Linked DNA regions of Sus scrofa: region 2 is linked to region 1. Evidence: chromatin contacts called from public HiChIP or PLAC-seq data. All regions are on one chromosome and are shown on one strand. The core of a region is the stretch at or near the end of the contact, and the rest is flanking DNA. Distances in the headings are between cores, read along the strand shown. Region 1 overlaps LOC110260019 (a long non-coding RNA gene). Region 2 has its middle 35 kb from the start of EPCAM.

Region 1 (3,900 bases), core at 510-3,009:
CTTCAAGTCCCAATTAAGTTGAACCTGAACCCTAGCTTGGGCTGCCCACCTTGACCAGGCAGAGCTGGGTCATGGGCGGGGGGGACATCTAGAGACACAGGGCCCTGCTGCCTCCTGCTCCTTGAAAAGGATGAATAAATTCAGATTCACTGGGTGTGAAGTACCTGCCATGTGCCAGCACCTTCATGGATGTTAGGATGACAGCAAACACTTACACTGGGTTTGCTCTGGGCCAGGAATTTGACAAGAGCTCTCTTACATGTTAATCAATCCTCCTAACAGCCCACTGAGATAGCGACTGGAATCCACACTTTAGAGATTGGTTCACAGAGGCACGGAGAGCTTAGCTGGTCCCAAGCCCACCAGCTGCTGACTGGGAAAACCAGGACTAGGAACCCTCACTGCCTTGAACACACTCCCCGTGACATGCCTGCCTCGGTCTCCTGCCATCACCATTCTAACCGTTTCAGACCTGGAGTCTCTCTAGCACCACGGACACGCTCTTTCAGGACAAACTCGCTGGCTAGTCAACAATCGGCCACTTTTTCCTGATGAGTCAGTGCCTCGGCTGCACTGGAGCAGTGGACCTGGCCTGCACCAACCCTCATGGCCCATCCTTTCTCTGCCCAGACAGCCTACTTCCCCATCTGCAGTCCTTTGACTTCTCAGTTCAACACCCTGGCCCTGGGGAGCGAGCCTCAAGACTCCACTCCCAGGAGAACCCTCCAGGGGGCGCTCTCATCCCCAGAGTCAAAGCTGGGCAGCGAGACTGGGAAAAATGACTGGAATAGAGGAACTAGTTCTGTGACCTGGACAAAAAGGTAAGCTTCTCTGAGTCTGTTCCCTTATCTGTCAAGAGGAAGAATGATAGAGATTTTTGTTCCTGGGTCTATGTACCACTTAGGGTTGCAGGTGAGGTGAGAAGGCCGCCAGAGATGTGCAGGGGACCTTCAGCCTGCCACTAGGGGGCTCCCTCTCAGGGAAGGGGCGAGCCCTGCAGCTGGACTGCGCACTGAAGGGAGGGAGGGCAGGACTTCATGGCAGGGAAGGGGAAGGGGCCTAAAATCCCCCAAGAGTATTACCTCTGGCCCGAACCCCCGGTGTTTGGAATTCAGTGCACCAATCTTTCTCAGCTCCTGCTGCAGGTAAAATTGTGTTTGTGTGTTTGGGGCCCTGTGGGGAAAGGGAGGAACGGTGGAAATGCAAGCAGCAGTCAGGTGGCTTAAATGAGCCATCACCCACTACACACCAGATTTTTCACATTCATGGCCTCCTTTAACCCTCACGTTACCCCCCTTTTACAGACAAGAAAGCAGGAGCCGTTCCAGATGTTTCTGCTCCCTCCCGCCCCCGGCGTGGTCTGAGTGAACCCAGGGACAGGGACAGGAAGAGATGCTCCCCAGGGACTCTGGTCCTGGCTGAGTCACCTGGCCTGGATGTCCAGTTCACGCTACCTCTATGTTACTCACTGACCAAGAATATGACTTAATTCCCCGTGGGCGATACCACCAGGCATATAAAGAAATGGGTGATGACCGTGACACAGAAGCTAAAAGCCTCAATTACCCTTCGCAACAGGAACCGGGGACATTTTTATGAAGAGAGAAATTTTTGCCTCATAAATCGCACTTGTGAGAAATCCAGCCCACGCTGCTGGTGACCTTGTCACATCTTCCACAGCCAGAGGCAGCCCCACAGATGGCGGGGATCACCTCAGCCTCACCCCTGCCATTAAGCCCAAGTATGTGTTCTAGAGAGTGTATGGGGGTCAGCCAGGGCTAGGATGAGGCCAGGATAGGCAGCCGGAATGCAAGTATATTCCCAGCTCTCAACCTGGCTCCCTCTGTTGGTCTCAACTGCAGGGCATGGGCATAAGAAGAGGGTCTTTAAAAAGTCTTCTTGACGGGGTCCCACCCCCAGAGATTCTGATGTAACTGGTCCAGGGTGGGCCTGGGCACTGGGAGCTTTAAAAGCCGCCCAGGTGATTCTGATGTACAGCCAAGTTGAGAGCTTACCCCTACCCTGCCCTGCCAGTCGATGAATCAACAGCAAGCTTTTAGCAAGTGCAAGCTGGTGGGAGGGGGGAGACCAGAAACAGGACACAGTTTCTGCCCAGGCTCATTTACATGAAGCCATAATGCGGACTCCCCACACCCCACGGGCAACAGAGACCCTGTGAAGAGGCCTGGGTGCAAGCACCTGGGGGAGCAGCTGCACCTGATCTGAGCCCAGAAGCTTAGGCTGTCTAAAGGCTCCCACCCATGCACACAACCACTGCGTGCTCCCCCGCCCCCTGCCGCGGCGTCCTCACAGGCGCATGCGTCATCTCCGTCCCGCTTTCTTACTCCTCCGACCTTCACCAAGCAGCCTGACTGAGCACACCCAGCTGCCTGAGGATCCCCTTTTATTCCACGGACAGACGTTTGCAGACGACTTTGGGCACGGACTGAGCACCAGGACTGCAAGGGGCAGCAGGCTGGAAGAAACAAACACGGGCGGGCAACAACAAGGCTCCTTCAAGGACAGTACAGCTCTTATCACTGACAGGTAGAATTCACTTAATGCGCTGCCTCAGGAGGCGCACACAGAGGCTCAAAAGAGTCTCCAGCAACCTGTGTTCTTCTAATGAAATCGAAAGCGGGTTCCATAGCGTTCCAGTTACTCTTGGGTATAAATAAAGAGTCCCATTTTCTATAACAAAAAGTCAGTTCACTCGACTGTCAAAGCCATAAACGCTCCCAGGTTCAAAGCCTCCCCTTCCCTTGGCCAGCAGATCAGCCCTTAGGTGGCTTGGGGGTCTCAGGGTCCCGTGCTGACATTCCGGGGGAGACTCTGCATGCTCTTGAGAAGCTCCCCAGGGCTGGGGGTCCCTGGACCTGACAATGTCTCCTACCAAAGCTGACACTGCAGCAGAAGCCCTGCTCAACATCTGTTTATTCATCCAGTATTCAAGCTTCTGTGGGTTGTTGATATTTGTTTTAATGAAGGCATTTAAGGATATAAATTTTCATTAGAGCACATCTTATTTTTTGTATGTTTTTACTGCTCTCCCTACTCTTTAGTACTGATAAAATTATTAGATGTTCAATGAGCAATTTATACAACCCAGAAAAGCAGTCATTAATTCATTAAACAACTATTTAGCCAATGGCTCCTGCATCCTTGAAATGGTTCTTGCCATTGTGGACATACCAAGAAATACATTAGCACAGACCCTACACTCAGAGAGCTTATAGTTCATTCAGGCCTCAGATAGAAACTAGTAAGTATGATAACATCTGATGCAGAAAGATGAAAAATACAACTCACCTTTCATCTCAAAGCTGAGTTTTCCACAGTTCACATTTCAGTACATGACCTTCTAGTATCAGCATTATCACTGTTACACATGCATTAGGTGGTGAATATTTTTCTCATATCAACAAATATTTTTCAGCAAAATGATTTTAGTATTTCAAGAGGTGGATGAATCGTGAATATCTTAATCATGGGATCTTTAAAGCAGAGAGAGTCCTTACCAGGCTTCTATTCTGTGGGTGTGTGGAGTGGGTGTAAAAATCAGGAAACGGTGAGAATTAGGAAGCGTAGCAGTGTCCCCTCCTAAGAGCACACACATTTTGAGAAGAGAAGGGAAGAAAAGTTAAAACTCTGTGTTGGCCAGACTTATCTGTGCTAGATTCAGCCCCAGCCCCTAAAAAGCCACCCCCCTTCACTGAGCCAAAGATGAGGGGTCAACAGACCCAGAGGACTTGTGTGTGTCCAGATGGCCCTGGGTGACCTGATCAGGATATCTGATGGTAACCATCATGCCACACCGTCTGCAGAAACTAGGGTCCCCCTTGCTCCCTCTGGATTCTTGAATTATTTGAATAATTGCCTCTATCTTCTCGGCAAAGGCCA
Region 2 (3,900 bases), core at 633-3,132, 440 kb after region 1:
CCAATTAGACCCCTAGCCTGGGAACCTCTAAATGCCGAGGATGCGGCCCTAAAAAGACCAAAGACAAAAAAAAAAAAAAGATGATATTAAGAATGGTGAATGTATTCTTAAAATGATCTTCTTTAATAATGCTTTAATAATTCTTAAAATGATTAAAAGTTAAAAGCATCGAGACCACGGCCACAGAACATTAACCCCCCGTGCAGCCTTTTCAAGTGTGAGCCCTTCTGAGGGGCCGTGACCATGACCGCACAGGTTATGCACCCCTGGCCACAGCTGTCAATGCACACATCTTCCAGTATGGGTCCTTGGCAAAGTCTCTTGTTCCCACTTGCTCCTGTTAGAGCTGAGATGGATCCTGAGATTGGCATTAGGAGAGGCATGAAGCTCTCCACGGCAATAATAAAACATCAGCCGAAGGCCTGCAGAGTGTGGTTGAGCAGCCTTAGACTCAGATCACTGCCACCTCATCAGCTTCTTCCAGATGCTAAACGGCACCTCGGCGTCTTGAGAGTCTGGGTTGTTTGTGTCAGAAGTAATAACTTGGATTTTATTTGCCTTTGAAAACTGGATAAGCGTCCATTCACCAGCCTCTGAAATCAGACCCATATTTCATGTTTCCCCATGTGCTTTGAGAAAAGTCTATAAACCCACAGACACGTTTTTTTTTTCCTCCCCAAGGTGAAACTTGACTTTAATACTTAATACCACTGATTCCTGGGGAGCTGTGCTGGGAACATCTTTTTTTTAGGCTCCATTTCTCATCTTAAGGGATTCGATGAATATGCACCCACTCTTCATTATGGAAAGTTTTGAAGACCTCTGAAGTAAAGGAAGGCAGATTTGGGGTTAAACATTAAAAAAGAATAATAGAGAATAATAGGAAAGTTTTCACTTTGATTTCAGAGTTGATTTGTGGCTTCTTCCAAGACTGAAAAATAGCCCCTAAGCAAAAACCTTGTTTTAATACCCAAACATAAATAACACCAGGCAACTGAGAGCATTCAAGTTGAGTTCTTTGGTTATACAAGCATATCTGAATAAATCCCAAATCTCTACCGGGCTCCTTCTTCCTATTTTTTGTGTAGAAACTGGGGCCAGCAGGACTGGTCACTCTGGCAGAGCTGGGCATCAGCAGTGCCTGGGCCATGGTCAGCCGTGTGGCAGGAAAGTTTCTTAAAGGGCTTCACTGGCCAAGAGCCTTTGTATGGTCAGGAGCTGGCAAGAAGGGCTCTCCCAGGTGCCCAGAGCCCCAGATCACAGGCCTACTTTTCCAGTGAGCACTGAGACAGAGTCTCTGAGGAAGATGGCCAGGGCCCGGCAATCAGATGCGTAGGGTTTGGATCTACTGTTCTTCGAACATTTATGCCAATGTGACCTAATTTGCTAAGCAGGGGCTAAAAAAGCTAGATATACCTATTTAAATTCAAAACCAAAAGACAGGAGTTCCCGTGGGGGCGCAGTGAAATGAATCCGAATAGGAACCGTGAGGTTGTGGGTTCCATTCCTGGTCTTGCTCAGTGGGTTAAGGATCCTGCATTGCAGTGAGCTGTGGTATAGGTTGCAGACTCGGCTCAGATCTGATGTTTCTGTGGCTGTGGTGTAAGCTGTCTCTGTAGCTGTGATTATACCCCTAGCCTGGGAGCCTCCATATGCTGTTGGTGTGGCCCTAAAAAAAAAAAAGAGAGAGAGAGAGAGCAAAGCCAAAAGAAACTAAGGGATGATTTCTGATGGGGCATGGTGGTGGGAACACCATTCCACATTGGATTTGTCTCTCACCTCATGCGGGAAGGCAAGGCTCTGATCTTTCCTGGATTATGGAAAAAGAGCATGGAAGTTGTCCTTGGTTTTGGTGAACTCTACCCACTATGGCCAGCAGAGGGCGGTACTGCATTTCAAAGTGGGGGTTGGAGGCCTATTAAAGAATTTAGATATAAAATTTGAGCCCCCTCCACACACCCCACCCCCTCATATTCTCAGTAACTTGTCTAAAGAAAGGTCTCCTTTTCGTCTGCTTCCTAATTCTTGGAAAGCTTAAAGAAATTCTGAAGGGACTCTGTGGCTGTTGTGAGGGAAAAAAATTTTTTCTTCATTGGGATGGCCTTGAGCAAAATTATACCATTCTAGACACTCCATTGCCCCCCTACACACACCCCTTCGATCTCCCCAGCCCTAGGCCCCTGGGCTTTCTTTGTCTCTTTCAATGTTGTGTGTACCGTATCTTCTCTCTCTTTCCCTCCGGTCCTTTGAAGCTTGCTCTTTAGTTACACAATGCAAGGCTTTGCTCTCCATTAAAAGGAATGTCAGGCCTCGGTGAGCAGGTGTGGAAACAGGGGGGAGAGAGCCTTCTAGCATGCCTGACATCAATCATACCTTGACAGCAGGTCAAGCCAAATAGAGTCTTTTTTCTTTTTTTTTTTTTTTTGGCTTTTTGCTTTTTCTAGGGCAGCTCCCACGACATATGGAGGTTCCCAGGCTAGGGGTCCAGTTGAAGCTGCAGCTGCCGGCCTACGCCAGAGCCACAGCAGCACCAGATCGAGCCGAGTCTGCGACCTACACCACAGCTCATGGCAATGCTGGATCCTTAACCCACTGAGCAAGGCCAGGGATCAAACCTGCAACCTCATGGTTCCTAGTCGGATTTGTTAACCACTGCGCCACGATGGGAACTCCAAGCCAAGTAGTCTGAGTCTGAATCTCTGGCCGCTGAAGCACCAGCTGCTCTAACCTGAGGTCCTGCCTCCTAGCTCCAGACCCGCTCTCCATGGTGATGACAGTCATGGCTCCTAATCTCTTTCCTAATCATGCCTGTAACTAACCCTAATGTAAATTTGCCTTATGAGAGGCAGAGAATTTCCTTGGGGGGACATTCCCACCACAATTACCCTAACCCTATCCTCAATTAGCCAGATCTTAGCCCAAGCTACATGCTAATGTTTGGCTGTGAGACCCCGTCCTCATCCCTTCCTCTGTCTTCTGGGCTCCTTCTGGGCACCAGGGCCTTTTCAGAAAAAATCTAAAGGTGCATTTCCTCCCATCCTGACTTCCTCAAATTTTATCTCTGCATCTCTCATCTGGTAGGGTGCTGTGCTCCACTGGAAACCCCACTGGGTGGAAAAAATCCTCAATTCACCATTCCTGACAAGGTGTTCACTTTTTTTTTTTTTTTTTTTTGTCTTTTTAGGGCCACACCCATGACATATGGAAGTTCAGGCTAGGGGTAGAAGTGGAGCTGTAGCTGCAGGCCTATGCCATAGCACAGCAGTACCAGATTTGAGCCATATCTGTGACCTACACCACAGCTCACAGCAATGCCAGATCTTTAACCCACTGAGTGAGGCCAGGGATTGAACCCATGTCCTCACGGATACTAGTCAGGTTCATTACCGATGAGCCACAACAGAACTCCAGGTGTTCACATTTTTTTTTTTTTTTTTTTTGGTCTTTTTGCCATTTCTTGGGCTGTTCCTGCGGCATATGGAGGTTCCCAGGCTAGGGGTCGAATCAGAGCTGTAGCCACCAGCCTACACCACAGCCACAGCAACGCGAGATCTGAGCCTCATCTGCAACCTACACCACAGTTCATGGCAATGCCAGATCCTTAACCCACTGAGCAAGACCAGGGATCGAACCCAAAACCTCATGGTTCCTAGTCAGATTCGTTAACCACTGAGCCACGACGGGAACTCCCAGGTGTTCACATTTTAACAAGAGGAAAATACACAAAGGAACTGAAGTCTAAAAGTGAGACTCTTAGCTCAGGGCAGAGACGTACTTAAGTGGAGGTGATCAGGTCACCACATCGATAGCTGCCTCTTCAACCCCCACTGAAGCCAGCCTTGAATGGAACCAGACAGCACAGGGCCAAACCCACCCAGCCAGGTGTGGTTAACATCCGCC

Evidence for each region. HiChIP or PLAC-seq counts read pairs in DNA pulled down with a chosen protein or histone mark.
Region 2: an H3K27ac HiChIP or PLAC-seq map of alveolar macrophages shows a contact between it and region 1. The contact joins two enhancer-like sites. A contact is called at or near these places in 8 of 47 Hi-C or Micro-C datasets (brain, embryonic fibroblasts, epiblast stem cells and 5 more) and 1 of 2 datasets of contacts at active chromatin or transcription factors (alveolar macrophages).

Annotation. Positions count from the first base shown.
Region 1 is chr3:93,653,165-93,657,064 of Sscrofa11.1, reverse strand. It overlaps LOC110260019 (a long non-coding RNA gene), which reads left to right. Exons shown (of 3, transcript XR_002342725.1): 2 at 631-821; 3 at 1,305-3,860. Among named protein-coding and RNA genes, the nearest start is that of MCFD2, 34 kb to the right of the region's middle. Within about 2 kb of position 1,759, at least 9 of the 83 cell types and tissues checked have an H3K27ac peak or open chromatin away from gene starts, as enhancers often do. A contact at or near this core is called in alveolar macrophages, where this site is marked.
Region 2 is chr3:93,218,028-93,221,927 of Sscrofa11.1, reverse strand. No RefSeq gene overlaps it. Among named protein-coding and RNA genes, the nearest start is that of EPCAM, 35 kb to the right of the region's middle. Within about 2 kb of position 1,882, at least 6 of the 83 cell types and tissues checked have an H3K27ac peak or open chromatin away from gene starts, as enhancers often do. A contact at or near this core is called in alveolar macrophages, where this site is marked.